Regions from separate parts of the Mus musculus genome. Here all the other regions are linked to region 4. The links are chromatin contacts, called in public Hi-C, HiChIP or PLAC-seq, capture Hi-C and promoter capture Hi-C maps. All regions are on one chromosome and are shown on one strand. The core of a region is the stretch at or near the end of the contact, and the rest is flanking DNA. Distances in the headings are between cores, read along the strand shown. Region 1 holds the start of Zzef1 (zinc finger, ZZ-type with EF hand domain 1). Region 2 holds the start of 4732414G09Rik (RIKEN cDNA 4732414G09 gene). Region 3 holds the start of Ankfy1 (ankyrin repeat and FYVE domain containing 1). Region 4 holds the start of Cluh (clustered mitochondria (cluA/CLU1) homolog). Region 5 holds the start of Trpv3 (transient receptor potential cation channel, subfamily V, member 3). Region 6 holds the start of Trpv1 (transient receptor potential cation channel, subfamily V, member 1). Region 7 holds the start of Ctns (cystinosis, nephropathic).

Region 1 (3,629 bases), core at 301-2,800, 1.9 Mb after region 4:
TTGCCTTTCAAAGTCTGGTATTACAGTCTTGTATCACCGTATTTTTGAGAGTTAGAATGCACTAAAGCAGTTTTTACAGGGAAACTTACAAAATATATTATGTAGGCATTTTTATCATTTGCAGGCGACATTCTCGAAATATTTCAAGAGCCTCTGATTTAGAGGAAACAGAACTTTTAAATTATGTTACAAGTGACTGTGGGTTTCTTGCTTTACACACTAACCAATCAATGACTGACAATTTTACATGGCTTACTCATTAAAAACCTTTTGTCCTAACATTGTGGAATTAATAAGACTTCAGGGAGCAGGATAATAGGGACCTAAGGGAATGGGGTGGGAATCAAGAGGTTTGTGAGATACTCTCAACTTTGCTAGTGAAATGATTTATAGGCTAACTCTGGGTCAGTTTTTTCCAAACCATAAACCAAAATGTTCAGTAGAGATATGAGGAGAAATTTCATAAGTACAAGAAAACTAACGCTTCCCTATCAACTTTAGGTTTGATAAGGTTTCAAATGAGCCTGGAACAAGTTCTTCAATGATTTAAAATCCAGTGTATACTTGTTAAAAAAAAACAAACAAACAAAAAACAACCAACCAAACAAAACCTAGTATTTTATAGTCATGAACGGCTTGCAGAATGAGTCTTTTCAGTGTAATGTTACCCTCCTTCCACATTAGACTCAGATGGTTCTCTACAAGATTCCTGCACAGGCCAGTAAAACAGAATGGTTTTCATGGCCACTCCCTTGATCTTTGCACATCCTTTCTCGTAATTGTCTTACTCTGATAAGGTCCAGCAAGCAACTAAGCCTGTCAACTGCACAAATGTCTGCCTACCACATGCAGAGACTTTTTTTTGGCTTGCTCCTCTCTTCGGAACAAAGCTAATGTAGCCTGGACTTTCCACACCTCTAGTAAAGGCGAGAGACGTAGCAAAATTCCGTAGTGATGCACTCCGAAAGAGTTCGGACAACGCCATACTTCCATTCTAAGAACCCGAGGACCCTATGGCTTCCTGGCTGGCCTCCGCAAAGCAACCGCCCACCTCTTCAGGACCTTATTGGCGACCACCCTGCTCCCGCACCGCTGTCGCCAGCCAGCCAGCCAGCCAGCCCTGACCTCCTCGAACTGCTCGCCCGAACATCCAGCGCCGCGAGCCTCCAGCAACTCCCGGAACTGCTCCAGGGTGACGGACTCTTCACCGCGGCCCAGCCGCTCTTCCAGCCAGCGCAAGAGCGCGCCGTGGTGCCTCGACACCAGGGATTCGCAGGGAGGTGCGGGCCGCAACGCAGCCGCTGCCTCTCGCAGCCGAGCGGGTTCCAGGAGTGCAGCGGCGGAAGGCAGCACCGCGGCCGCAGGGCCGGGGCCGGGGGTCGTGCCAGAGTCGGCAGCCCAATCTTGATGTGGGCTCCAGCCCTCACCCCCTGCGGCCGCCGCTTCGTCTTCGCTGCTGTTACTCGGAGCGTTCCCCATGGGGTCTCCGTCTTGGGTGCTCGGAGGTGTCGCCGCCGCCGCCGCCTCCCAGCCACGACCTGTCAACCTCCGACAGCTCCTGGCGGGCGGGGACGGGGTGGAGACCACAGCGGCGGCAGTGACTTCCGGCTTCCTGGCTGTCGAGCGAGGCCTGATGTCGCAACGGAGCCGTCAAGCGGATTCCATTTGCTCACGACAGCTTAATGAAGCCCGGGAACCCACCCGTTAACGTATCCGTCTAGCCGCCTCTGCCGCCATCTTTGTTGAGGGCGGATAAACTGTAAGCCAGGACTTTTTGTTTGTTTGTTTGTTTGTTTGTTTTTTCTCTGTACTGTTCCCCTTTTCTGCTCCACGCTTCACGTTCAGAATCTAGGCTGGACAAGAAAAGAAGAAAGAGTCGGGGGCAAAAGAGTCAACTTTGCTGTGAAGTCTGTCAGTGTCGCGCTGCCGACGTCACGGCCGGCGTCTCTGCTGTCTTAGTGGTGGCTTAAGAGGTGGCTACCTCCGAAGCGTGTCTGGTGTGTTGCTGTATAGATGCTGAGGATATGCGGGCTTGGTGTGGTGCTGAGCCTGGCCGTGGCGGCGGTGGCTGTCATGGCCGTGTGGTTGATGGACTGGTGGGGTCCCCGCCCTGGTATTCGCCTCTTCCTTCCCGAGGAGCTAGCCCGCTATCGCGGCGGCCCAGGGGACCCGGGCCTGTACTTGGCACTGCTCGGCCGCGTCTACGACGTGTCCTCTGGCAGGAGGCACTACGAGCCTGGGGCGCACTATAGCGGCTTCGCAGGTATCGGCGAGGCTCTCACACCTTTTCCTCCTGCGTGGGCTCGTAGCCACGGCTTGCGTTCGTCCAGTAATTTATTCCTCCGCGCCTCGTCATCCCACATTCCTCAGACTGCTGCGGTGGGAAGGACACGGTCCTGGTTTGCAGCTTGGACGCAACTGTGCTAGTTATGTACCCTCCGACTCTGTCTGCTGCACTGTGTGACTGATTCGGAGAAAGATGTGTCTTGTTAGGTAGTGGTTACACTCAGAAGTCTACCTGGTCTCTAGAGCTACCGTGCTTTCAGGCTCTTTAGACTGACCCGAAATAACCTTTCCTCCGCCCGCCTCCGTTTCCCCTAATATAATATTTGAGTCTTTTTTAATTCTAGTAGATGCACTTGTCTGCTTTTCTTTAAAAAAAAAAAATGAGAATCAAGCGGGGAATGAAGTTAGAGCACAGGAAAGCAAGTATCTTTTGTAGTATTAAAATACCTACAATAAACCAGAAGTGGTGTTTTAACTGGAGTGGCTGAGACAGGAGGATCTCTTGAGCTACAAAGATCCATTGAGCCAGGAATTTGTGGCCAGGCTGGCTCTAAAACAACACGAAACAAAACTTCTGACAAAATTTGGTATATTAGCCTTCCTAAGAACATTTATCAAATTAACTCCATTCTGCTGTGCTCCCGTTACCCCTTAACAACGGAGGGGATCGGAAAATGTAATTTGACTAAAAGCCTTAACAAGATATGAGAACTACCAACCTAATAGCTTTTAATTTTTATTTTATGTGTATGAGTGTTTTACTTCCTTGTACAACTCTGAACTACCTGTGTACTTGGTGCCCATCGAAGCCAGAAGAGGTTTTCAAATCCCTGTAACTAGTAAACATGGTTGTGATCTGGGTGCTGGGAACTTTGCTTCTCTGGAGGAGCATCCACTGCTCTTAACCAGTAAGCCAGCTTCCCAGCTACCAATTTTAAAGGTGTTGTTTTTCTAGCCAAGGAGAATACCTCTCTCTTTGTTTATTTGGGAAGGAAGATCGCAGGGCAAGACTGGTAACTAGACTGACAAAAATTTCAAGCAGTCCACCGGTCATTTAGGAGAATTAGGAAGCTACCTTTAAATACAGATCACTCACTTCCTTCTCTCCAGACTTTTCAAACAGTCTAACCTGGGATAGGACCTACCCAAGGACATGGAGAGTTAGAAGCAATGCTAGACTGGAATCAAGAGTTTTTTCTTGCCACTTGAGTGCACTTTAGGACACTACTAACATCTGGTATAGCTGTCATGGATGCATGCACAAGTGTGAACATACATGCTTCCATTTCTGGGCTAGTATGCTCTAGTAGCTTTTGCGTTCTGTGCATATAATTTTTGAGCTC
Region 2 (3,526 bases), core at 127-2,626, 1.6 Mb after region 4:
CAACAGGCTTGGTTTAGGGTTTGTGAACAGAAACCAGAGGCCTCTAACACCAAAGGAGTCTTTAAGCAGGGAAGCAATTCACTTGGATAAGGTTTAAAATAAGCCCCAGTCCTGGTCTGAGGACTGGGCGTGGGGGACCAAGGAGCAGGTAGTAGGGTCTAGAACAGTCTGACCCACAGCGTATGTTGGATGGAAGAGGTAGAGATGCGCAGAAGACCCAGCCTCTTCCTTTTCCCTGGGATTTTCAAGGACACAGCTGTGCGCTTCTCTCACACCCTGAACCTGGCCAAGACAAAGAGAGGAGCTCACTGGGACACAGTCCTGGGACCCAAGGCATGTGACAGCTAGCTCTGCTCACTCTGTAACACCCTCAAGACAGACACACACCCCTTCCCTGACAGATGTAATCCTTGTCCTCGTGACCGGTGCTCACACACCACTCCATCCTGAAACGCACCCCTCAGGTACACAGGCACACTCTTGTGTCCACGTGACGCACGCACACCCGCCTCCAAACACCACACACAGCTCCCCGCGCACGTGTGCACCCTCGGAGCACCAATCCTGTACCCACCAGACCCAGAAACCACAGCGCCGCCTCCGCCACCCTCACTCAGTCAGGGGACGACTGCGCAGCAGCTGAAGTCGCTCGCTGCATCCGTCCCATTCATCACCCCGCCCCCAGCTCTCCACGGAAGACTCACGGGAGGGCTGTGGGAGAAGCGCTCTGCTGAGATCCACACGTGGGTGCACCCGTCCAGGCCCACTCCGAATAGACACGGCCTCCACCCAGAGCCGGGCCCAAGGCACCGCGCGCGCGGGGCTTCTATGCAGTCCCACAGACAGCAGCTGCGGAAGAAACGCAGGTGGTCGGGCACCCGCATAGCTGGCTTAGACAGATGCGGGCTCAGGGAACCATCCCGAGGACCTGGCCCTGCAGACACAGCGGGAATCTCTGCACACCAGATTCCGGCTGCCCACGTAGACCCGGCCTTGTAGACCACCCTTCTACAGCCCGTTGGCTGCACAGGGCGGCTCAGCCGTCCGCACCCCAGTTTCCAACTCCAAGTCCCGGCTGCTGACCCCTACCTAGGCACCTGGCGACAGTCTCTGCGGTGGGCACCAGGCTCGCTCCCGCTGTGCGCGCCCCGCCCTGCCCGCCTTGCCGGGCTAGGATCGCCCGGCTCAACCCGCTGGCGCCGCAGCTCCAGGCTGCGCTCGCTCCCCCCGCCCGCCGCCGCGCCGGCCCACGATCATTGGCTGTGCCGCGCAGCGCCCCGCAGAGATGTCCAATCAGAGTCCGGTCCTCCCGCCCAGGGGTAGAGGGGGCGGGTCTCGACGGGATCGGGAGGAGGTGGCTCGGGAGGGGCCCTGCGGATGGGCCCCGACGCGTCACGCCCCCGGCGCCCGCAGACAAGCAGGCTCGGGGAACCCGATGTCCCTCAGGCCACGTCGTGGGCCCCTCAGCCTGGCCTGAAGCGTACGATGCTTTTTTCGAGTCCTCAATCCGGTGTCCTAGTCTCTAGAGGCAAGAGCATCCCTCCTTCGGGATGAGGCCCGGTGCGTACCAAGGAGAGGCTAGGTAGAGGCCCTGGGAGAAGGGCCTGGAGTTGAGTGTTCTCCGGGGGGGTTGGGGGAGGGAAGGAGGAGGGAGATTCGTCAGAGTGCTGGGGTGGGGCGGCACTCAGGTTTGGAGAGGAGCAGGAGGTGACTGGCTGGGCTGAGGGAATGAAAAAGAGCCCTCCAGGACCAAGTGGCCTTGACTGTGGTTATGCCTGGGGACTGCCCTCACAGACTCCTGGTTCAATCCTGCTATTATTAGTCTATTGGAGATGCCCCACATCACTGCTTGCCTCAAACTCAGACCCATGTTGCTATCTCCAACCTGGTCTCACCTGTGTCTCTGTCTTAAACAGGAGTTAGAAACCAGGAGTTAGAAACCAGGAGTTACCTGTGTAGCAGGTTTTCTGACCCAACCGGGTGTAGCACAAGGATCTGCCATGTTGCCTCTTAAGATCCCTAAAGTCTCTCTCTCTCTCTCTCTCTCTCTCTCTCTCTCTCTCTCTCTCTCTCTCTCTCCCCACCATCTGCCCCTCCCTGAACTCGACCACCACGGTCATGCAGTATACCTCCACTTGATTAGTGCAGCAGCCCCACCCCTCACCCCAATCCAGTATCACTTCCCATTAACCTTTCTGGGACAACCAGAACAGGCACTAGGAACACCAGAGAGCTGCCTCTTAGGATCTTCCACTGCTTGCCACTAAGTCCCCTCAAGCCCTCCATAGCTCACCCCTCACCACTTGCCTGCCTAAACCCCACTTGTCTTTTGGCACTTAGTTCAATGCCTCTGCTGCTAGGAAGCCTTCCCCATGACCTTCTGGATACCTGGAATGCCCAGCAGCCCTTTCTCAGTGCTTTCCAGATCTCAGCACCTCTTCACCTGAGTCCTGTCTGGACTAAGAACTCTTGAGAGCAAGGGTCGAGATGAATTCGCCCAGCACAGCCTGACCTCCTGATGCATGCCCAGCATGTATTTGTTGAAATGAATAATTGGGTCCAGTAACTGGAGGATTGGATCTATAGGGCTGGAGTTCAGGAAAGAGCTGGGCTACAGAGACTCCTCCCCCCACCCCCAGTTTTGAAGATTGAATCCAGGGCTTCTTGCATTCTAAGCAAGGATGCTACTACTGAGCTATACCCCAATATTGAAGAGATGGTTTTGAGAGTCCTTGAGGATCCAGTCATAATTCTAATGGAAAGGCTCAAACAGATCAACTGAAGCAAGGCTGAGAGGATCAGATTAAGATCTAGGCAACAACAACAACAAATCTTACATATATATAAATCTTGAAAAACAGTTCTGGGCTGGTATGATGGCTCTGCTCCACAAAAGCCTTTGAGATGTGGCTCTCTCCACTCCCTGCACCAGGAAGCCCTGGAGATGGCCTTTGACCTCGTGATTCTGAATAGGGGCTGGAACTCCAGTTATCACGTATGCATTCCAGGTTTTGGAATGGAGAAAAATAATGAAGGGTCGATGCTAACTCTTTATTTTATGTGGGTGACTGTTTTGCCTACATGTATGCCTATATGTGCATCTGTGTGTGCTTACGGAGAGTTGTGAGCCACTGTGTGGGTGCTGGGAACTGAATCTGGCTCCCCTGTAAGAACAGCATGTGCTCTCAACCACTGAGCCATCTCTCTACCCCAACAGTAGCTCTTTTAAAGACAGCGCCACGGAACATTCCCTGTGCATCCCACTAACGTGAATTTTGTCACATAACCAGACCAGGTAGCAAGAGCAAGAACATGAAAAGGGGCCGGGCAGTGGTGGTGGATCCCTTTAATCCCAACACTCAGAGGCAGACGCAGGTAGATCTCCAAGTTCAAGGCCAGCCTGGACTATAGAGCGAGTTCCAGAACAGCCAAGGCTACACAGAGAAACGTATCTCGAAACAAAGCAAAGCAAAACAAAACAAAAAAAGGAAAGAAAGGGGAAAAAACCTACCACCACCACCAACAA
Region 3 (3,561 bases), core at 1-2,500, 2.0 Mb after region 4:
TGGACAATGTTCACCACCTCCAAGGTGTTTAACAGATAGAAAAAGTAAAAATGAAAACAGAATCCAGTCCCAGCCATGAATCTGGCCTCAGTTCACTTAACTATAAAGGGCAAATAACACACCTGGCAGGCCTACTTCGTGTCACTCTTAAACCTAATTCAAATCTGAGAAGACTACACAAACTGTCACACTACCCAAATCTCAGATCAAGAAATGATGAGTTTAATCAACACTTACCAAAAAATACAAACAAAAGACAAAAACAAAATAGGCCAGGTCTAGATCAAGTAAATCTTCAGCCACTCAACAAAGTCCAACAAGAAGTATTTTTCTCCAACAATGGGGTACACAGGAGAAGCACACCGGCCAGGTCTAATATTGTCTGATCACTACTAGGTAACTCACTATCTCAGGGCTTTCACCCCAACTCATACAGTAAAGCTATGGCAAGCAAAGATCCTAACATTATTCCTTAAGGGAGGCTGCACCTGAGAAACCGGATGCCTTTACCTGCAATGTCGTAAAGTACTAAAAAAGAGACGAAGGACTAAAGCAGGAGGTAAAGGAACCGAAGCCTGGCTTTAGCACACCTCTTTCAAGCAGTGTGACCTTGGTCAACTTCCTTACTGAGGAAACATCTCCTTTTGCCCCTTTGTAAACCTCAGAGAATCTGAGCGTGCCCACATTTGCTAGGGCTGCCAAAAAGCTTAAAGACTATTACAGCGCACGCCCAAGAAGCCCGTCGTCCAGCTGCAGTCCCGGCTCTTCCAAGGAAGAGTCCCAAGCTCTTCCGCAGGCAAGAGATGCACCCTTCCGGATGCAGGACCTGCCATGACAGCAGTTTCGATTTCCTAAGGAGAGGGGCACTTCCCTCCCCGTTCCAGCATGGCTGGCACAAGAAGCTCCTCTACAGCTTTCTCGAGTCCCGCGGGTGCATTCGCTCCCAGGACCCGACCCCTTTCTCGTTCTGAGACTACCGGGATCGGGGTTGGGGGCGGGGGGTGACGAGTGAAGACAGACTGCAGGAGGGGCGTTGCCATAGGAACGGCGCTGAGAACCCCGGCCCGGGGAGCCCCGAAACGCTACATAGGAAGGCTCGCGAGACACGTGATGCACCGTACGACCACAGCCGGACAACCCTTCCAGGGGCTTCTGTGCCCGGCCAGTGGTACCCCTATTGCTTCGCGTCTTCCCGTGCCACCCCACAAAAAACCTACCTTCCGCCATGTCGGGCCCGGCCCTGCCTACAGCCTCGCGATAAATGCCGGCGCAAGGGAATCATCAAGTCTCGCGAGAATGGATGGAGGCGTGGCAAAGGGAGGAGCCAGAGCAGACAAGGGGTGAATGAAAGTGGAGCGGGAAGTTGCTCTAGGCGGGAGGTCCGAGTCCCACTTCGTTTTGGAAGGTTTGACAAGCGCGGACTGGGCTATCTCGTACTCCAGGCGATCGTCAGGGTAGAGCAAACATGGACTATTCTGAGGCAGGGACTGCGGATCTTTAAGTTACTTTGTAACCACGTGGGACGCTGTCCTAATACTTAAATGATAGCATTTCTCCAGGGCTTTGGGAATTTTTATGGCTAAAACCAGACAACTTGGGTTATCAAACAGGCAAACACACTGGTTACAAATATAGGGGTCGCAAAAACTGCAAATCTCTATACAATTTTATGTAAGCAAAATTGTGAGATCCCTGAGGTCAAAGTGGCAAAGCCAAATAACACTAGGAGCTAATAACGGTTGACAAGGCCATGGAGAAGGAATTCAGATTGTAAACCAGGAGCTTAAACCTTTTGTGAATGTGAGAATGATTAGATGATTTTTATAATAGCAAAATAGAGGGCTGACAATCCTAGATAGTATGCCTTTTTTGGCTGTGGAGTAGGTAGAGTGGGGAATTGAGACAGGGTTTCTCTACATAATCCTGGCTGTTCTGGAACTTACTATGTAGACCAGGCTGGCCTGACACTGATAAGAGACCCTAGTGCCTCTGCCTGGAGTGCTGCGATTAAAGGCAAGTGCCACCACACTTGACATAAATACTTTTTCTTGGCCCGGGTAACGAATATGTACTTAGCACACCTGAAGCCTCCAGGTCAACAAAGGAGAATAGAAATAATGCATCAACAGTTAAGTAGTGACTTAGAGAACAGTTAAGATTTTAGGAAGATCTGCCACAGTTAAAGAAAGCATTAGAGGGCAATGAAATGGAATAATGAAGGGATTGAGTTCAGATTATAAAAATGTAAGGGCAATGGTTAAAATTTTGAAAAGGGGACGACCCTGGCTGAAAAACACTTAGAAAATGGAAGAGAAGGACACTTAAATACATTAAGGATAATTATGTACTAAAAACTGATGTTCCGATTGTAGCAGACTACAGTAGTGAAGGAAATAACAGGGCAGTGTTAAAGTAGTGGCCCTGGATAAGCGACATGTGATTAAAGAAACAATATTTGTTAGTTTCAATAGAAGTGCCTGAGCTCAAAGCTTCACTGCCTTGCTGAGGATGGTTCATAGGTGTGTCAAATGAGTTTTTGAGATCTTCAGGTGGCTAGATAAACCAGCTTTGAGCATAAACAGACTCTTCTATCCCCTAAAAATACTCAAGCTCCTAACATTAAAACAACTTAACTGGTTGGAAAGTGCTGTCATATCTGACATCTGTTTGCAGCATGTTTTCTCTTTGCCTTGCTTTGCAAGCCCAGCAAACTTAATCTGAGCCAGGTTTTTTGTTTGTTTTTGTTTTCACTTTTTTGGACAAGTCTCATGGAGTACAGACTGGTCTAGAATTACTGGTCCTCCTGCTTTTCCAAATGCTAGGGTCAGAGGTATCCATGGATGGAGGCGTGGCAAAGGGAGGAGCCAGAGCAGACAAGGGGTGAATGAAAGTGGAGCGGGAAGTTGCTCTAGGCGGGAGATCCGAGTCCCACTTCGTTTTGGAAGGTTTGACAAGGCTCCAACTTGTTTCTAGTTGAGATACTCTTGCCCTGGATTATCCTAAAAATTTGGCCAGATCCTTTATGATGCACAGATACCAAAATCTACTATCAAGAAACTTGCTTAATAAAAACATGGTTTCTAGTATTGTGAAGAATGAGATTTTGTGAGCATTCAAGTACTGTATTTCTTTTATAGGTTATGTGTGAAAGTGTAGCATGTTTGTGGAGGCCAGAGGTCAAGGTACCTTGCTCATTTGTAGTTCACTCATTTTTCTGAGAGCGTCTGTAGCCTCAGCTGTCCTGGAATTCCTGCTGTGGACCAGGCTGGCCTCAAACACAAGAGATTCACTCGCCTCTGCCTCTGGAGTGCTAGGATTAAAGGTGGTACACCCCAACACACCCAGCTCACTGTATTTTTTTGATAGTTTTTCACTAAAACTGGAGCTCAAATATATGGATTGACAGACCAAGAAATGCCTTCTGAATCTGCCTCTCCAGCACTGGAATTTAGATAAGCATTGCTGCGCTGGATGGAGATCTGAACTCAGGTCCTCATGCTTACATGGTAAAAACTTTACCAAGCGGAGCCATCTCCCCAGCCCTTCGTGTGTTTGTGGTGC
Region 4 (4,091 bases), core at 292-2,791:
ACTTGGCATGCTAGCCGTAAACTGGAAATCCAAATGCTTCCCTGGACAATGAAATCACTATGACCTTGGACAAGCTGCTTCATATCTCTTCAGATCTCTTTGATGGAGGGGAAACAGGCAGCTCTAACCTTCTCTTACCCAGCCTGCCCATGGATTCAGAGCCACGACATTTTTCAGCACTTCTTGTGCTTGGGTACAACTCAGGCCTTGTCTTGGGCAAGGTAAGTCCACTGTGATGGATAACAGTCTAGCAAGTGCTAGGCCCATTAGGGCCATCCTTACTCCCGTGTTAGCCTTAGTCTGCTCACCGGAGCTGGGAAGAATAAGGAGATGAGCTGAGGAAAAGAGAGATAAAGAGGGTCTGCACTCACTGGCATCCTGGGTAGAAAGGACCAGGCTGGCTCTGAGGAAAAGTGAGGAGGCCCTAGGAAGGGGTTTCCAGTTTCAAGGCTGGAGCCTGAGACTTGGTAAAAAACTAACAGAAAGGGCACAGGCTAAGTACAAGAGAAGTAGGCCCCACCCCTAGACAAGCCTCTGCCACTCCCAAAGCCACCACCACACAGCCCCCACGGGGGAGAGCTGGGCGCTCCACTCCACACTAATGACCTTTGCCTTAAAAAAACAGCAGCTCTAGTCTGACCCACTTTTCGCAATAAGGCAGGTTAATGATCAAGTTCAGGCACAAACACCTCCCCCTGACAAACAGCTAGGCTTTGCCCACACACAGGCAGGACCCCAAACCCCTGATCAAGTGGAGGCCAGTAACTAAAAGAATTGAGACCACAGCCTGATGACTTGGGGTTAAGCCCTTGTCTCTAAGAATGTACCAGAGACAACCCACCCCAATAACACACACACACACACACCCCAACTTGCGCTCTTCCCATAGTCCAAGTTTGGGCAGCTCCAAACTGAGCCTCACTCACAGTGCTGCAGCTCTGCCGCACAGGAACGTCTAGGACAAGAGAACCAGAAGGTGGCAGGGCCGCAAGTGTCACTGCCCCCAGCCCCAAGAGCTCCCCAAGCAGGGGCGCGGAGGGGGTGGGGCCGCCGATTCCATCGGTCTGCGGCGGCGGCGCACCCTGAAACCAAACCGCGTGTGCGCGCACGTGTCCCCGCGATCTTGCGCGAGTGTGTCCGCCGTGGATGCCCTTCCACGGTCCCCACGTGCGAAGTCCAGGCCGTAGCCGGGGGTGCCACTGAAGGTGACCTTCAGGGCGGGGGCGGCCCAGTGCACCGCCCACACTGACGCGGAGGGAAGACGGTTGTTCCCACCGAGTCCCGAGCCCTCCGGCCGGACTCGGCCCGGGCTCTAGCCCAGCTGTCCCTGCCCCCGGCCCACTCACTCACCAGCCGCGTTCGGCCGCCCCTTGCCGCCGGCCTGCGAGCCGTGCTCCCGGGCGCTGTCGGCCGGGGCGGCCGCCGGCAACTCGTCCGTCTTGATGACCATGGCGGGAGCAGGCGTCCGGCTCGCCTGTCCGCGCCGCACGCCGCGCCACTAACCCAAGTGCCCTGCGCGCCACGGCCGCTGCGGGAAGGACGGAGTCACCGGCCCACGTGGTGCGCGCTTTAGCCTTTGACCCCGCCGCCGCTCCCCTACCCCGCCCTCGCGCCCGGCCTGCCCACGGCAGACGACGAGGGACAAAACACCGAGCACTCCGTAGTCAGTTCACAGATTCAGTGACTCTTTCAAAGCCTTAAAGGCAACGCGTCCGGGCTCAAAGGGGAGAGGCCTCGGCCCCCTGGTGAGGCGGGGCTTCCGGGAGACGTTTCCTAGGTTCGCCGCCCGTTGGGCGGGCGCCGTGACCTTGGGTGGAGACTTGTCTAGGACTGCCTTCGCTCCCTATTCCCCCTCCCCCAATGACCCTCTGCTTCTTATTGAGCATCTGCCAAAAGACCGCGTCGTTCTAAAGCAGCTTTGTTATCACGACCCTCTGTATCCTCCTCACCGAGTGGGCTCTTTCCTACTGAAGGGAAGGGTCTAGAGTGTATTTGGATTATTGAGGAAGATCGCTTCTAGGCCTTTTGGCTAAGATCAAGTGTGGATTATTGAGGAAGGTGTGCAGGTTGCAAATATGCATAAAGTGTCAGAAACAGACTATGAAAACTTGGACTCAGCACCATGGGCTCCTCCCCTATCTGTGTAAAACACACACACACTCACTCACTTCCAGGCCACTATCTTGGTTTACAGTGAAGGACAATGAGGGCCAAAGTCACAGAACAAGTTCAGATTTAGACCAATAAATAGATCCTTACTATAGTTGTTATCTATTTTTCAGTTCTTTTGGTTGGGTGGGGAATAAGGAGTGAGGTCCATGATTGCTGGGGGAGGGGGGGTACTTTTCTTGTGTGTGCCCTACTGAGTATTAAATTCAGGACCTCTGGCATGGTAAAGGTGTCTACTGCTGAGAGACAACCCTAGTCTCAGGTGATATTGAAACCAGGTCTATCCAGACAGTTATGTTCAGGCAGAGAGGGGACAGGGTAAGCCTTCCATGCACAGGTGGAAAAGCCCTTTGTGAAACACTAAACACAGTCTTTACACTTGCTAGGATTTAATGGACCCTGGCAATCTGAGGCTGAGATGGGAGCGGTCTACATACACCCTTGTATACATTGCAAAGGAAAGTTAAATCTGCTTTCCTTTTAGAGATCTAGTGTGACCACAAGGGCCTGCAATCCCAGTTCTTGATAGGTAAAGGCTGGAGGACCTGAATTTGGAGACCAGCTTGGGCTACATAGTAACACACTGTCAGAATAGAATACATAGGAAGTTCAGTTTGCCCCTAGAGCACATGTGATGATGAGAACTGAAGCCAAAAGAAGAAGGAACCCTCCATTGAAGGGAGAGGGAGGAGAGAAATGTATGTGTCAGAAAGATCCTCTTGACTGTTATGTGAGGGCAAAGGAGAACTGAGCAGGACTAAGGAGAAGTGATTTCAGGCTATTGCACAAGGAAGTTGGAAGAATGACCAAGACCTTATTGCTGGGTGCACATAGAAATCAGGCAGCAGGAACCTGGCTCAGTGTTTCCATCCGTCATCCCAGCACTCAGAAGGCAAGGAGAGAATATAAAGGGTTTAAGGTTAGCCTGGGCTTCCTGGCTAGACCCAGTCTCAAGAAAACACACAACAAACAAACAGACAAACAAACAAACAAACAAAAGGCAGGCAAGCAAGGTGTGTGTGGACCTGACATCGAAGTGGACTGGAAGTCAGTCCCTAGGAACCCGTACCTGTCTCTTGTAGTGAACTTGAGCAAATCACTATCATCTTGCTGAATCTCAGGTGTTTTGCTGTGTGTAGATACATGTTTGTGTGTTCTTGCCTTTACTACATTTTTATTGTGTGTGTGTGTGTGTGTGTGTGTGTGTGTGTGTGTGTGTGTGTGAGTGAGTGCATGTCCTTCACCTCACCTTATTTCTTAAAGTAAGGTCTCTCTCACACTCTCACTGAACTTGGAGCTCAGCAGTTAGCTAAGCTGGCTGGCTAGCTAACAAATCTGAGGAATTCTCCAGTTTCCATCTTGGGTGCTGGAATTGTAGGGGACTATCCTTATGCCTGGCTTTGTACTTTACTAACTGAGCCCTGTGCTTTTGTTTTTACTTTTAATTATATGTATGTATATATGGCATGTACGCACATGTGTATATGAGTGAGTGAGTGAGTGAGTGAGTGAGTGAGTATGTGTGTGTGTGTGTGTGTGTGTGTGTGTGTGTGTGTGCAGTTGCTGACCTGGAAAGCTCCAAGCAATGTCCTGTGCAAGGCTGCAAGACTGTCTGAGTGTTCAGGGCACACCTTGAGTGCTTCTGGGTGGAGACTATTCTTTGGTTGCTTGTTTGAGAAAGGGGTCTTATTCTATAGTTTAGGCTGGCTTGGAATTCACGACATAAATTACAGGGATGCACCATCACAGCCAACTTTACTTAAAAATTTGCACAGATAATAAATTCACATTGTTCCAAATCCGACAAGTAAAAAGGACATAGAGTGTCAGGAATCCTGCTCAGCAGGTAGCCTGACCCCCCCCCCCGCCCCCCCCCCCCCCGCCTGCTCCTGGACTGAGCAGCTAGCAGAGTGGCAGAAGTC
Region 5 (3,541 bases), core at 608-3,107, 1.4 Mb after region 4:
CTTCTAAGACTTAACTTTGCTTTCTCAATGTCCTACTTAAGACTTTGTATTCAGATCTATTTGTCAAGGTCACAGAACCTTTAACTTTAACACTTAACAGGACATCAATGTCACCTCCTTTGCTCTAGATGCTGCTCTGAATAACACAGCTGGAGGTTTTGGATTTCTCAGCATCTGCTGGTAGTCTCTGCAGCTCACTCACTTCCCTTCTCTTGCTCTTCCCCGACAAGCTAATTACAGCCAAACCATGGCACCCTGGTAGACACCCTCTTACCTAGAAGACATAGAATCCCTTACTCTAGGATATAGACCAACCCTTCAGTTCAAACGTGCTTTACTAATGGTCAGTATGGGCTGAGTTAGAAAAAAGTACTGATAAACCTTCCAAAGAGACTAGGAAATGGATCTCGAAGGATGGTTTACAGACTGGGATGCAGCAGAAATGCCATCTGGGTTGGGGGCACAGCCTGCACAATGACCAGGGCTCAAAGCAATTCAATGAGGGTAAAGCGGGTGGAGCTGGAGACCCTGTATGCGTTCATGGAGAGCCCTGGCAGCGAAGGGCTTGGCAGCAGGCTGAGCCACACTGTGAAGCCCTCGAGCAGAACTTGGAAGCTGAGACTGATGTCAGGGAAGCAGGGAGCAGGGAAAGGTTCTGGGTTACATAGGCAACAGAGCCTGAAGGAGAACAGGCCATGGGGACAAGAGAGACCGGTGACCTGGGGGAAGCTGTTATGAAGAGCATGGTGAGGGGGAAGAGGCTGCTAACCTTGAAGGATAGACATAGAAAGGCAGTGTGGACAAGAAGAGGTAATTCTGAAGTCAGGGGACCAACCTTAATGCAAGCCACCTCAGATAGCTTACTTAGCTATAGAAGTAACTTTTCAGCCCCTGCCTACATCTATCGCAGCCAAAGCCAGATAGGTATTTATGTTTCCTCTACCCAAAGCAATCAGTGGACCTGTGGGGCTAAAAAGACTTTGCTGAGTCAAGAGCAGAAGTAGACAGAGGTGTTCCTCATCCTCCCTCATCCTCTGGTTTCTCTCCTGAGAAATAGCTTGAGTGGTCGGTCCCCTGACACCAGTTGCTCCATCTTTCTTGTGCTAGGGCCATGAGTGTGGGCTACTCTGAACAGCTCGGGTGAGCGGGGGTCAGAGCAGTCTGGACTCAGGCTCCAGCAGCTATAATTAACTCCTGAGTCACCCTATATGCTTTGCTTTGCATCCTCACCTGCTGGACTCTCTCCCTGCCCTGCGATCCAGCTCCTTCACCCGAGAAATACCATGTCACACCTGCCAAGGCTCTGACACTGATTGAAGCAGCCTGTCCTAGGGACGCAGACCAGGCAGGGGCCAGAAGGAGACCTCCATAGCTGCTATCTCAATAACCCGTGAGTGCCTGGGCGTGGTCACTCTTCAGCGCTGGGATAGCTGCTCCCGTCTTAAACACCCATCACACTCCAGCCATGGAGATTCACATCCACCCCTAAGCTAGCTGAAAGAGACGGGAGCTTTCTCTTCCTGAGATTCCCAGAAAGTTCCTGGGCCTGTCAGAACCTGCATTATCTCCTCTGCCTGTTGTTAAAAGGAACCCCAGCTCTCCCCACACCTTCCTAGGACCCATGGGCAAAGGGCAGACATGGTCCAGAGGATTCCAGGCCCGCACTCTAGTCTTTCTGGGGAACACTAGCTTTCTCTGGGTGACAAGGATTTACCTGGCAGGTTCCAGATGGTGGTGGCAGTCCTTGCCTTGAGATCACCGCATGTCTGGGGCCCAAAACCCACCGTCGGGAAGGTGGCTGAGGTGGCCAGAGGCTCTCATCGTAGGCACAGAGATAGCTGACAGCTGGAATGAGGCATCAGAGGCAAAACTGGCTGGGCCACCTGCCCTCGGCATCAGGCAGGCCACACCCACCACCCACGTGTCCTGCGTGAGTCACCTCCACACCCACAGAACAGCCTCACCCCATAGGAGAAAAGGCAGGAAAGGTGCTTGTTGTGGCACAAAGCTATAGTCCCAGCCCTTCCCTCATACATTTGATCCTCAGAGGGTATTAATAGCATCAGTCTCCTCACTTGGGAAATGGGACCCATTACAGGGAACTTACTGATCAAGGCTGTCATGGAGAGACAAGATGGAGGTATAGAAGCTACATACGTAATCAAGACTACAACCAAAGGCTATCCTGGTGGCCAGTTGTAAGACTTGACCTCCATCTTTCAAAAATAGTTCTTGGGACCAAATCCCTCAGAAACAGAGGAAGTCCAATGTTTCCCAACAGATAACATGTATCATGGGTATTTGTGTGTGACAACCTCGCCACTTCCTGCCTCTGTGATCTTTGGCAAGTCATTTGTCCCAAGCCTGGGTTTCCTCACCTGTCAATCATACGAACCTGTATTGGAAGGTAGAGCATAAATGAGGGTGCAACTGAGGAGAGATAGAACAAGGCCTAGAGTGAATTCATTAACCTGTGACAAGCAGGTGTTACTGTCACAATATTTATTCACCCAGCAATAGTTTGTGCCACTGTTCTTCAAGGCCAGAGCACTACAGGAAAACTCTGTGCCCTCCCTACATGCCCAAATGGCTTCTGGGAAAGGGGTGGAGCATAACTTGACTCAGGAACTGCACATCTTCCGCAGGGAAGTTGTGTAGGCAAGGCACAACAGGTTTAGAATGGAAGTCCCTGCTCCGAGACAGTGCTGTTGGCTGATGCAGCAGGGACTTTCCCGACTGTTCCCAGGAGGCGGGATCCCAGATCCCTGATCACTACAACCTGCTAGGCCTGGGGAGGAGGAATGAGGCAGGGTCTAGCCCATGAGAGAGAAAGGCCTGTGCCAGGCCAGGGCAGAGTAGCTTCAGGTGTGGCTTCGGGAGGGCACACACCTGCAACTTGATCCATGGAAACCTGCAGTTGTGCTCATGATTCCTCGTCACTGTTCCAGAAACACCACCATCAAAGCCCTACCTTCAATTAAATGTGGCCTCTCTCTTCCTCACCTGCCCGGGCCTGACTCAGCCTTGGCCCAGGTTTGCTTCTGGTGTCTCAACATCCTGGATATGAGGCTATTCCCTTCTGATGTCTCAGCATCCTGGGCATGAGGCTATTCCCGGCTCTCTGTTGAAACTTTCCTTGCTTTCACACTTTTCTTTGGAGACTAACTTAAAAGCTCCTTGATCTCTCTCATCCAAAAGCATTCTCTATAACATCAGGGACTAGGGGAAGCCCCTCTACTCTAAGGGTTACCTCATGGAAACCCAGTGTAACACCAAACACTGGTCCACGATTCAGTGTCATGGAATCCAGCCATCGTGAGACACGATACATAGGAGGCCACTGCAAGACAGCAGTGAACCTGAGAGTGTTATCTCTGCCTTCAAAGCTTATGGACCAACCAGAAGACCAGCTCCAGCAGGGATCATTCCATCACAGGTGACAAGGGCCAACTGAGGTGAAAGGGACTCATCTAAAGGGAAAAATGGAGATTCAAATCAGAGGGAGCATGTGGGCTAGAAGTGGAAGAAAGAAAGCTTCATC
Region 6 (3,740 bases), core at 219-2,718, 1.4 Mb after region 4:
CTAAAGAAGCCTCCTGATGAAGCTAGCAAGCATCCTTAGATGCCCCAAACCCCAAGCAAAGTGCAGGTAATGTACACATCCTATGCCTCACTCTCTCCGATGTCCATGGTTGCCCTGTGGATAAGCTGCCTGCAAATCCAAGAGTAAAGGAATCCTGATGGTTGGGTCTTTACCTCTTCCTTGGGCTGACCCTAATCAAACCAAACCAGGAAGCAGGAAGCAGGAAGCAGGAAGCAGCTCACATTCTACTTCCAGCCCCCCACTGAAAACCAAGCTTCTCCCAGTTTACTGGTGAGACGATTGCTGGGCAGCACACAGGAGTGGGGGGTGCACATTTAAGGGGAAAAGACAGGGGCAAGACAGTCTGTCATAGCTATGCCTGAAGTGTACCATGAATGAACCCCGTATGATATCCCTGTCACCGTGTTACAGGGATCGGGGAATTAGGCCCTGTTTTAGGCAAACACCTGTTGGTTTTCTGATGGAGGTGGAAGCTCTGGTTTATGCCAAGGCTGTGAACTCAGATGCATTGAAGAGCTGTCTTGAAAAACCTGCCTACAGAGACCCACATTAACCCCGGGTCTGCCTTTCTTTGTCAATGGGTGGTATTCAATCTGGCTTTGTAGGGGAAGGTATCCCTCCTTTCTCTCCAGGCCATAGCGATATACTGAGGGTGCTTCTCCCATCTGCCTCAGTACCCAGAACATCACTCCAATTAAGACCTTGAGAGCATCTCCCTCCGGCTGCCTATGATTTTTGAGAAACTGGGGGAACATAGTCACCCACATCACACCCATTTCTACCAGACCCAAGCATCAACTCAGGAAAGACAGAGAACTGAGTGGGTTTTCTACACTGGGAAATGAAGAACAGAAGGACACTGCTAAAAACACAGAGGAACCAGGACAAGAACCCAGGCTGCCCCGCCCAGCCCTGCACCTCTGCACAAAGAAGCCAGCCCACGGAAGGCCTCCAGATAGGCACAAACCTCTGGGCTCTACGGCATCTGCAGTCTCTCAATCCTCCTGCAGGAACCAACATAAACCAACTAACCACCACCTCTCTCAGGGACCCACTGCCTACAGTCAGCCAAGTTAAGTGTGCAGTACTGTTGCTTCAGCCTCCCAGAAGTCCAAGGCAGCCACTGTACTAACCCAGTTTTCAGATGGGATCACCGAGGCCCTCAGAGCCCCGCAGAACCACACACAGCTGGACAGTGGCGAGCCATCAGCCCATGAGAAGGACTTACCAGCTAGGTGCAGGCACACTCCAAATGGAGCAAGTGCCTTGGAGCTGTTCTTTGTGGGAGAGCCAGGCTGCTGTGTGGTAAGAGTGGCCTCCCTGCCTCTGTGAGGGTCCTCGCCCCTCCCCTGGTGTACGGCAGGGATGGGCTCTGGGCATACTCTGGCACTCAAGGAAACATTTGCAGCAATGGCAGCAGCTGCTGTTGCCACGGCTCCGATTCCCAGAGGATCCCAAAGCTTTTCCCATCATTTTTGCCCTTTTTCAGAAACCACAGCCAATGCCCCACCCCCAGTCATGCCAGGGCCGAGGTGCACTTAGCTGCCTGCAGCCCAGTCCAGCCTAAGCCATGCCTTAGCTCTTGGAGCCTTGATTTTCCAAACCATCTTTTCTATATGTCTGGGAAGTAGCTCCTTTAAAGGACTCTCACAGCCAGAGATGCAAAACCCAGTGTCCTGAAGCTGCCGTGTTTTCAAAGGGAAATGACTGGGACCTCTGAGCCACCTGTCTCGTCTGGAGGCCCTGCCTCCTTTGGGCCTCTGGGTTCCTGTGTACTCAAACCCAGGGTAGAGATTAAGCTTGGGGGTCTCTAGGTCTTCCAGGACCCAATCTTACTGGACTGGGGTTCCTTAGTGAACAACAGAACACACACACACACAAAATGATGTGTGCTAATTTCTCACCTCCTCCAATGCCGTCCTAACTACCAAGAAGCAGGTTCATACATCACACATCACACACAGTGTGTGATTAGAACAAGTCCACTCCTTCCCAGATCCTGCCTAGGAAAGTCCACCAGCTTTCAGGGAGTACGTGCAAGGCTGCACCCACAAACATTCTGCAAAATCCATCCACCCAAGCAACTGCCACTAGGAAGCCAGGGGGATCTGAATTGTATTACATTTCAAATTATATTACGTTTCAATTATATTACCCTGGACAAATGGCTGAGATGCCTATTTAACATGTCAAAGTGGACCTGACCTCTAGGTTCTCCCAGCACCCCTCAATCCCTACCTGTTTCAGGGTATGGCTGGCATACCCTACCCTCTATCCTGAACTCTCCAGCCCAGAGGCTGGGCTGCCCTTCTGCCAGAGGCTCTTCCCTATATAATCTATACATTGTGGTTCCCTACCCCTTTTGTACCTTTGGCCTCCTGGCTGCTGCATCTGGTTCCCCTCTCTCCTCTCTCCCTCCCTCTCTGCGAGCCCCCACCCCACCTCCCCACATGGCTCAGGGACACAACCACTCTGGACTCTCCCAGACATGTCTGCCTCTGGCTATGCTTGCCCTTTATCTACAATAAACGTTCTCCTCCACCATACCTAGGAGTGGCCATGTCCTTTTCTTTCCTTTTTATTTCTTTAACAAGTCATGGTTCAGACACAGCCTGGATGGAGCTCAGACCAGCCACTGCAGCTCCTCCTGGAGTAGTACAAAGCTGGGACCAGAGTGGAGTCATCAGAGCACAGTAACTCCCAGCCACCCTGCAGAAGGGGTACCAAAGAGCTTCTCCACACCCACCTCTAGGCCCAGTAACAACCCTGAGCAAGGGGGAGCAAAGACTGTCATACTCAAGTGGCTGAAGAGAAACCTGTGACTCGGAGGTGTTAGACAGTTATTCAGATCACATGACTTTCAGATCACATGACTAGTCTGGGCATGAGAGCCAGGCTTAGCAACCATTCCTCACCACACTGCTCCATTTTAGCTGCAGTTCCTAGGATACCAAGGGCTTGTTCTTGTTTTTTTTAGATTGTGGTAAGACATAGGGAGTCTAAACTTCATTATCCTAAACACTTCAAATGCACAGTTGGGTGGCCTTCAGTTCGTTCACATTATTGGCATCTGCTATCACCAACTCTCCAGAGCTTTTTCACCTCCCAAACTGAACTGTCTTTCTTAAACAACCCCCCAGACCTTGTATCTCTCTGAGGTCCATCTCTACCTCCCTGAACCTGTACCTAGGGACAGCAAATCCTTCTCTCAGCTGGTCTCAGTGCCACCTCTGTTCTGTCTGAATTAAGCATCCATGACTGGCTGTCCCCTGACTGTAAAAGGACTCTCCTTCTTCTGGTCCTCTAGTCAGATACGATCTCTTGTCGTCATCCTCTCCGTCTCCGACCTGTCTGCCCTCAATTTCTAGGCCTCCCACCCATCCCTCCTTCTGTCTGCCAGCCAGTCCCTCTCTCTCAGCTGGGAGGTCAGAAGTGCCCCTCCATCCCTACTTCCTGATCACCAGTCATCCTGGTCCTTCCCCCAGCCTCCTGGTGGTCTACACTGCTGAAAGATGCTCCGGCCTTCAGCTCTGTGTCTGTAGCCCACAGAGTGTTTCTTTTCCTACTGGGACCCATCTTCTATCATCACGGGGTGGAGAGGCTTTTCCTCTATACCCACTACGCTGCCCCCACACTCTTCCTCTGCCCCTGTTCTGCCGAAGCCACCTGCACCATCCATCTTCTCCACTTACTTAGCAGTCTTCAGATACCAGGTAAGA
Region 7 (4,046 bases), core at 1,201-3,700, 1.5 Mb after region 4:
GAGTCTGTCTCCCTCCAAAACCTTGTATTCTGGCTGCATGGGGTGGAACACAAATGTAATCTCAGCTAAGTGAGGAAGATCCAAGTTTGAGGCCAGCAAGACCCTATCTCCTAACAGAGAGAGGCAGGGGGTGGGGGTGGAGAGAGATCAATTTCACAAGAAAAGGGCAATGCCTGAACCCACTGTACTATAATCCTTGGCCCAGCTCCTCACTTCCCCAGGATCAGAGCCAACTTCTCCATGTCGTAATTCATGAAGTCAAATAGTCATTCTAAGATGCCCTGAGGCCCCAACCAAATTAAATGTGAAGGCCTCTGGGAAAATTAGAAGTGATCCCACAAATTGGACTCTGAACCCCCAAAGAACCGAATACAGACCCTTGGCAAGAGCATTTGAGACATGAAGCTCAAATGTGAGGTACTGCACTCAGTCCAAGTTTCTGGCTGGAGGAAGCCTTAGTGGCCACCTAGTTCAGATCAGAGAACAAGTTGAGGCCAAGAAAAAAGTGAGAGGTTACACTCTCACCTTGACATTCATATCTGTGAATTCACTGACTATAAACTGACCCTTTCAGGAAACAAATAGGAATGGAATCTGAGGCCATTCTGATCCTACTTACATCATCTTCCAACAGAGTCCACTGTCTTTAATTCATTGCATTTGTTTTAAAGGTATGTTTGTGTGTGTGTGTGTGTGTGTGTGTGTGTGTGTGTAGTGTGTGTGTGTGTGTGTATATATATATATATATATATATGTGTGTGTGTGTGTGTGTGTAGTGTGTGTGTGTGTGTATATATATATATGTGTGTGTGTGTGTGTGTGTATGTATATGTATATATATGAATGTATGTGTGTGTGTATATATACTGTATGTGTGTGAACATACATAGTATATATGTGTGTGTATATATGTGTGAATATGTATGTGTATATATTTATATAGTGTGTGTATATATGTGTATACATGTATGTGTGTGTGCACACAAACATGTGTGCCCGTCATGGGGCACATGTGGCAGTCAGGGGGCAGCTTTTCAAAAGTCAGTTCTTTCCTTCCATGGTAGGTTCTGAAGGTAGAATTCAGGTGACCAGGCTCACTCAGCAATTGCTATTACTGCTGAGCCATCCTGTGGACCCCTGGAGATGTACTTTTCTATCTTCTAGTTTTCAAAAGCCAGTGGTTGCAGCGTATAATCATCAGTCTGATTCTTTTCTAAAATGTTCATCAGCTTATCTCAGTGTCTCCCCACCTGCTCTGACAACTTTCCTCCAGAGATGCTCAGCAGGGGCTGGAATTCTTTGAGTAACCAAGTGAAATTATCAGTTTACTTGAACTTCAAAGGCATGAGGTAAGCCTAACGCTACGTCTCATTTCCAGAGCACAACCTGCCTAGGGGGTGGGGTCGGAAATGATGCCTGAACTAGAGGGCACAGGGTCATGAGTGGCGAGCGTGATAGTCAGGCCTGTGGTTATCACTTTGAAAGCAAGTCCTCTCGGCGCAAAGTACAAAAAGTGATGGGCGGATAGTAGAGGGATCCAGCGCCATGGTCAGGGGCCCCAGAAAAGCCGGAGAGCGGGAAGATCGGTGCCAGCAGGTGGGAAAGCTCCCTGGGCAAAATCTAACGGCTTAGCTTGAGCTGCAGCAGGCTTTGAAGCCCTAGAGGAAAGGGCAGCAGGCCTTGGAGGTCCGACAGACTGGGCAATCACGGGTACTTCTTCGCGGGAAGGTGTTGCCCGAGATGCCCCCAGGGTCGTCCCGGGGCGGCAGCTCCAGGGCTCTGCCTCACCTGGGGCCCGGCCACCGCGCTCTCAGTCTCTGCCCTCGCAGCCCGGGCGCAGCTCGCCAGCACCACGAACCCGGATGGGAGGCTGGGTGCAGCCTCCAATAGGGCGGCCTTCACGGACGTGGTGCCCAAGTCGATACCGAGAGTGACAGGTCGCGAAGCCATGGCAGTGGTGACAGCACAGCTCGGTGGCTTGAACCGCACGCCGGGGAACACTTCACTCTGGAGGGCAGTAAGGGGGCGGAGCTTCCTTGTCAATCTTTTAACCACTTCTATTGGTCGAGGAAAGCAAACACCACGCGCTCCCCACAGCGGCCTCCGGTGATAGGTGGAGAGACGACAGAAGGCGGGATCTATTGGTCAGAGGTTCCGGGACAGTGCCTGGGGTCCCAGGGTCTTCACCAGGGAGCACAGGGCTTCAAGGAGACAACAGAGACTTCGAGAACCCTGCTTCCCCTACAAGAGACTAGATCGCCCCTCACATCCGAGCCCCTGTCCCTGCCAAGGTGCCTATGCTCTTCCGCCCTTCCACCCTTCCCTCACCCCTACCAAGCGTTATCCTCCTGTATTCGTGAAAACTACAACTTCCAGAGCTCCTTGCACAGGGCTCGCGGCTTCAAGTCAGGTGGTTCAGGTCAGGTGACAGCTGGCCCCTCTTTCACACAAAGTCGGCGGAGCTCAGAGAGTCCTTACACTCCTAAGCGGTTTCTGGTGCGAGATTGTTGCTTTTGGTGAGGTCTGTCCACCAAGCCTGGGAAGCTGTCAGGTGAGAACCATCGCGACCGGGACAGCTACCCCCTTTTCTGGTATGACACCACCCACCCCAACAGACATTAGCCCCGCACCTCAGAGGGGCAACCTACGCTACCAGAGGGGCAGCGCCTGGGTTTCTAGCTTCTGGCCCCAACCCAGGCCCGCACATCTCTAGGTTTTAGGGCCAGGGTGTTGGTGAGCAAAAGCACGGACACCGACTGACAGCTGGTGTTGGTGGCACTATTCAGTATGTGGCGCCGCCTGAATCTGGCTTAGGAATGTGCAGGTAGGTAACTTGGGGTTGGGGGTAAATTCTGCTAGGACCATTCCAGGAGCTCGTGTTGATTCTCCCAGAGAATGAGAGGGTACCTGGATCTTGCCTTTTTCAATAATATTGAGGAAAATAACAATCTATGCTCTGTGAGAGCTTGCTGGGAGCCCTGGGTGGTAATAGTAATAACATTACCTCATTGTTTCTCAACTTTTTGTTATCTTACCAATCCACCTCAAACTTTTAATACAGCTGGTAAGCTCTATTTTTTTTTATTATGACGTTTGGGAGAGAGATAAGCAATTATTACAGCTATTTTTTCAGACCTCCAGAGCCTATTTTAGCCCCTTTGAGAATGTATGCCTTGTATTTCATCTCACTATAATCCTGTGGTGTAACTACCACTGTCCCTGTTTCCCCATTAAGAAACATAGGTTAATAAGTATTCCAGAATCATACAAGTAAATGGGAAACCTGGGACCTAGATAGTTCATCTCCAGGGAACATATTCCTTGTCCAATCTGTACTATCCCTTGAGGAATGTGGGTCTCCCCACTCTCATGGATTATGGCCAATTAGGTCCACGGGGGACAGGGGGCAGTGGGAGCAGAGACAAAGAGTGGTGGGCATGGTTTTGGAAGCCCTGTGAGTGGGTATGGTGAATGACCACTCCAAGACGAGCTTATAAAGTTTGGGGGACTGAAGGTAGGAACATCCAGGATAGTCAAAGGTCATTGGCTGAGGGCTTGAGGTACTGAAATGCCCCATTAGCATGGGGAAGCATTTCGGGAATCTCAGGTGCTCACCGAACAGGTTCTTATGAAAAGGAAGGGAATTGATCCTTAGGAAGGAATCTTGCTAAGGCTATGTGACAGTCATCAGGTAGAGGCCTGTGTTGGGGCTTCGAATTCCCCAGACAAGGTCAGAGGATGAGAAGTTCCACTTATGCCGAACCCATGGGCTATGCAGTCATGGTGGACCTCCACCTTAATTAACAGTTTTCCCACAGAGGAAGCTCCAGGTTATGGACCAAGAGCAGGACTACCTCAGACACCTGACTAAGGGAAGCTGCCACAGGAGATCTCTTGTGGGGGATAGTAGAGGCTCTTAAAAGTGTGCCATCTGATTGAGGTGTAGAAGATGGTAAACACACACACACACACACACACCAGAAGATGGGCATGGCAAGTCTTGTAACTTTGTCTTGTAACTTTTTACAAGCCTAGTTGTGTGTTTG

What was found. Promoter capture Hi-C pulls out the DNA fragments that hold promoters and counts their contacts. Hi-C and Micro-C count contacts between places; a contact is called where the count stands out from the background. HiChIP or PLAC-seq counts read pairs in DNA pulled down with a chosen protein or histone mark. Capture Hi-C pulls out chosen DNA fragments and counts their contacts.
Region 1: a contact with region 4 is called in a promoter capture Hi-C map of liver, with 4 times the contacts expected there. The contact joins the promoter of Zzef1 here to the promoter of Cluh in region 4. A contact is called at or near these places in 5 of 39 promoter capture datasets (cranial neural crest, embryonic stem cells, liver and 1 more), 1 of 115 datasets of contacts at active chromatin or transcription factors (astrocytes) and 2 of 9 other capture datasets (adipose tissue and liver).
Region 2: a contact with region 4 is called in a Hi-C map of B cells, with 8 read pairs. The contact joins the promoter of 4732414G09Rik here to the promoter of Cluh in region 4. A contact is called at or near these places in 3 of 39 promoter capture datasets (cranial neural crest, embryonic stem cells and trophoblast stem cells), 1 of 484 Hi-C or Micro-C datasets (B cells) and 8 of 115 datasets of contacts at active chromatin or transcription factors (SST interneurons, embryonic forebrain, embryonic hindbrain and 3 more).
Region 3: a contact with region 4 is called in an H3K4me3 HiChIP or PLAC-seq map of bone marrow-derived macrophages, with 4 times the contacts expected there. The contact joins the promoter of Ankfy1 here to the promoter of Cluh in region 4. A contact is called at or near these places in 6 of 39 promoter capture datasets (the C10 cell line, cranial neural crest, frontonasal cranial neural crest and 3 more), 1 of 484 Hi-C or Micro-C datasets (B cells) and 2 of 115 datasets of contacts at active chromatin or transcription factors (bone marrow-derived macrophages and large pre-B cells).
Region 5: a contact with region 4 is called in a capture Hi-C map of embryonic stem cells, with 3 times the contacts expected there. The contact joins the promoter of Trpv3 here to the promoter of Cluh in region 4. A contact is called at or near these places in 2 of 39 promoter capture datasets (embryonic stem cells and hippocampal neurons) and 1 of 9 other capture datasets (embryonic stem cells).
Region 6: a contact with region 4 is called in a promoter capture Hi-C map of 3T3-L1-derived adipocytes, with 6 times the contacts expected there. The contact joins the promoter of Trpv1 here to the promoter of Cluh in region 4. A contact is called at or near these places in 3 of 39 promoter capture datasets (the 3T3-L1 cell line, 3T3-L1-derived adipocytes and hippocampal neurons).
Region 7: a Hi-C map of B cells shows a contact between it and region 4, with 10 read pairs. The contact joins the promoter of Ctns here to the promoter of Cluh in region 4. A contact is called at or near these places in 7 of 39 promoter capture datasets (the C10 cell line, cranial neural crest, embryonic stem cells and 3 more), 1 of 484 Hi-C or Micro-C datasets (B cells), 8 of 115 datasets of contacts at active chromatin or transcription factors (the NIH/3T3 cell line, T-cell acute lymphoblastic leukemia, astrocytes and 4 more) and 2 of 9 other capture datasets (adipose tissue and macrophages).

What each region holds. Positions count from the first base shown.
Region 1 is chr11:72,794,147-72,797,775 of GRCm38.p6, reverse strand. It overlaps Zzef1 (zinc finger, ZZ-type with EF hand domain 1), which reads right to left and starts at 1,550. Exons shown (of 55, transcript NM_001045536.2): 1 at 1,126-1,550. The coding sequence starts at 1,479. Cyb5d2 (cytochrome b5 domain containing 2) reads left to right here and starts at 1,937. Exons shown (of 4, transcript NM_001024926.3): 1 at 1,937-2,263. The coding sequence starts at 2,014.
Region 2 is chr11:73,016,691-73,020,216 of GRCm38.p6, reverse strand. 4732414G09Rik (RIKEN cDNA 4732414G09 gene) reads left to right here and starts at 1,376. Exons shown (of 3, transcript NR_152202.1): 1 at 1,376-1,560. It overlaps Camkk1 (calcium/calmodulin-dependent protein kinase kinase 1, alpha), which reads right to left and starts at 1,229. Exons shown (of 16, transcript NM_018883.3): 1 at 1,090-1,229.
Region 3 is chr11:72,687,691-72,691,251 of GRCm38.p6, reverse strand. It overlaps Ankfy1 (ankyrin repeat and FYVE domain containing 1), which reads right to left and starts at 1,250. Exons shown (of 25, transcript NM_009671.5): 1 at 1,218-1,250. The coding sequence starts at 1,227.
Region 4 is chr11:74,646,954-74,651,044 of GRCm38.p6, reverse strand. It overlaps Cluh (clustered mitochondria (cluA/CLU1) homolog), which reads right to left and starts at 1,541. Exons shown (of 26, transcript NM_001081158.3): 1 at 1,351-1,541. The coding sequence starts at 1,450.
Region 5 is chr11:73,265,836-73,269,376 of GRCm38.p6, reverse strand. It overlaps Trpv3 (transient receptor potential cation channel, subfamily V, member 3), which reads right to left and starts at 1,857. Exons shown (of 18, transcript NM_145099.3): 1 at 1,715-1,857.
Region 6 is chr11:73,231,877-73,235,616 of GRCm38.p6, reverse strand. It overlaps Trpv1 (transient receptor potential cation channel, subfamily V, member 1), which reads right to left and starts at 1,468. Exons shown (of 16, transcript NM_001001445.2): 1 at 1,250-1,468.
Region 7 is chr11:73,197,423-73,201,468 of GRCm38.p6, reverse strand. Ctns (cystinosis, nephropathic) reads left to right here and starts at 2,450. Exons shown (of 11, transcript NM_031251.4): 1 at 2,450-2,551. It overlaps Shpk (sedoheptulokinase), which reads right to left and starts at 1,987. Exons shown (of 7, transcript NM_029031.3): 1 at 1,789-1,987. The coding sequence starts at 1,950.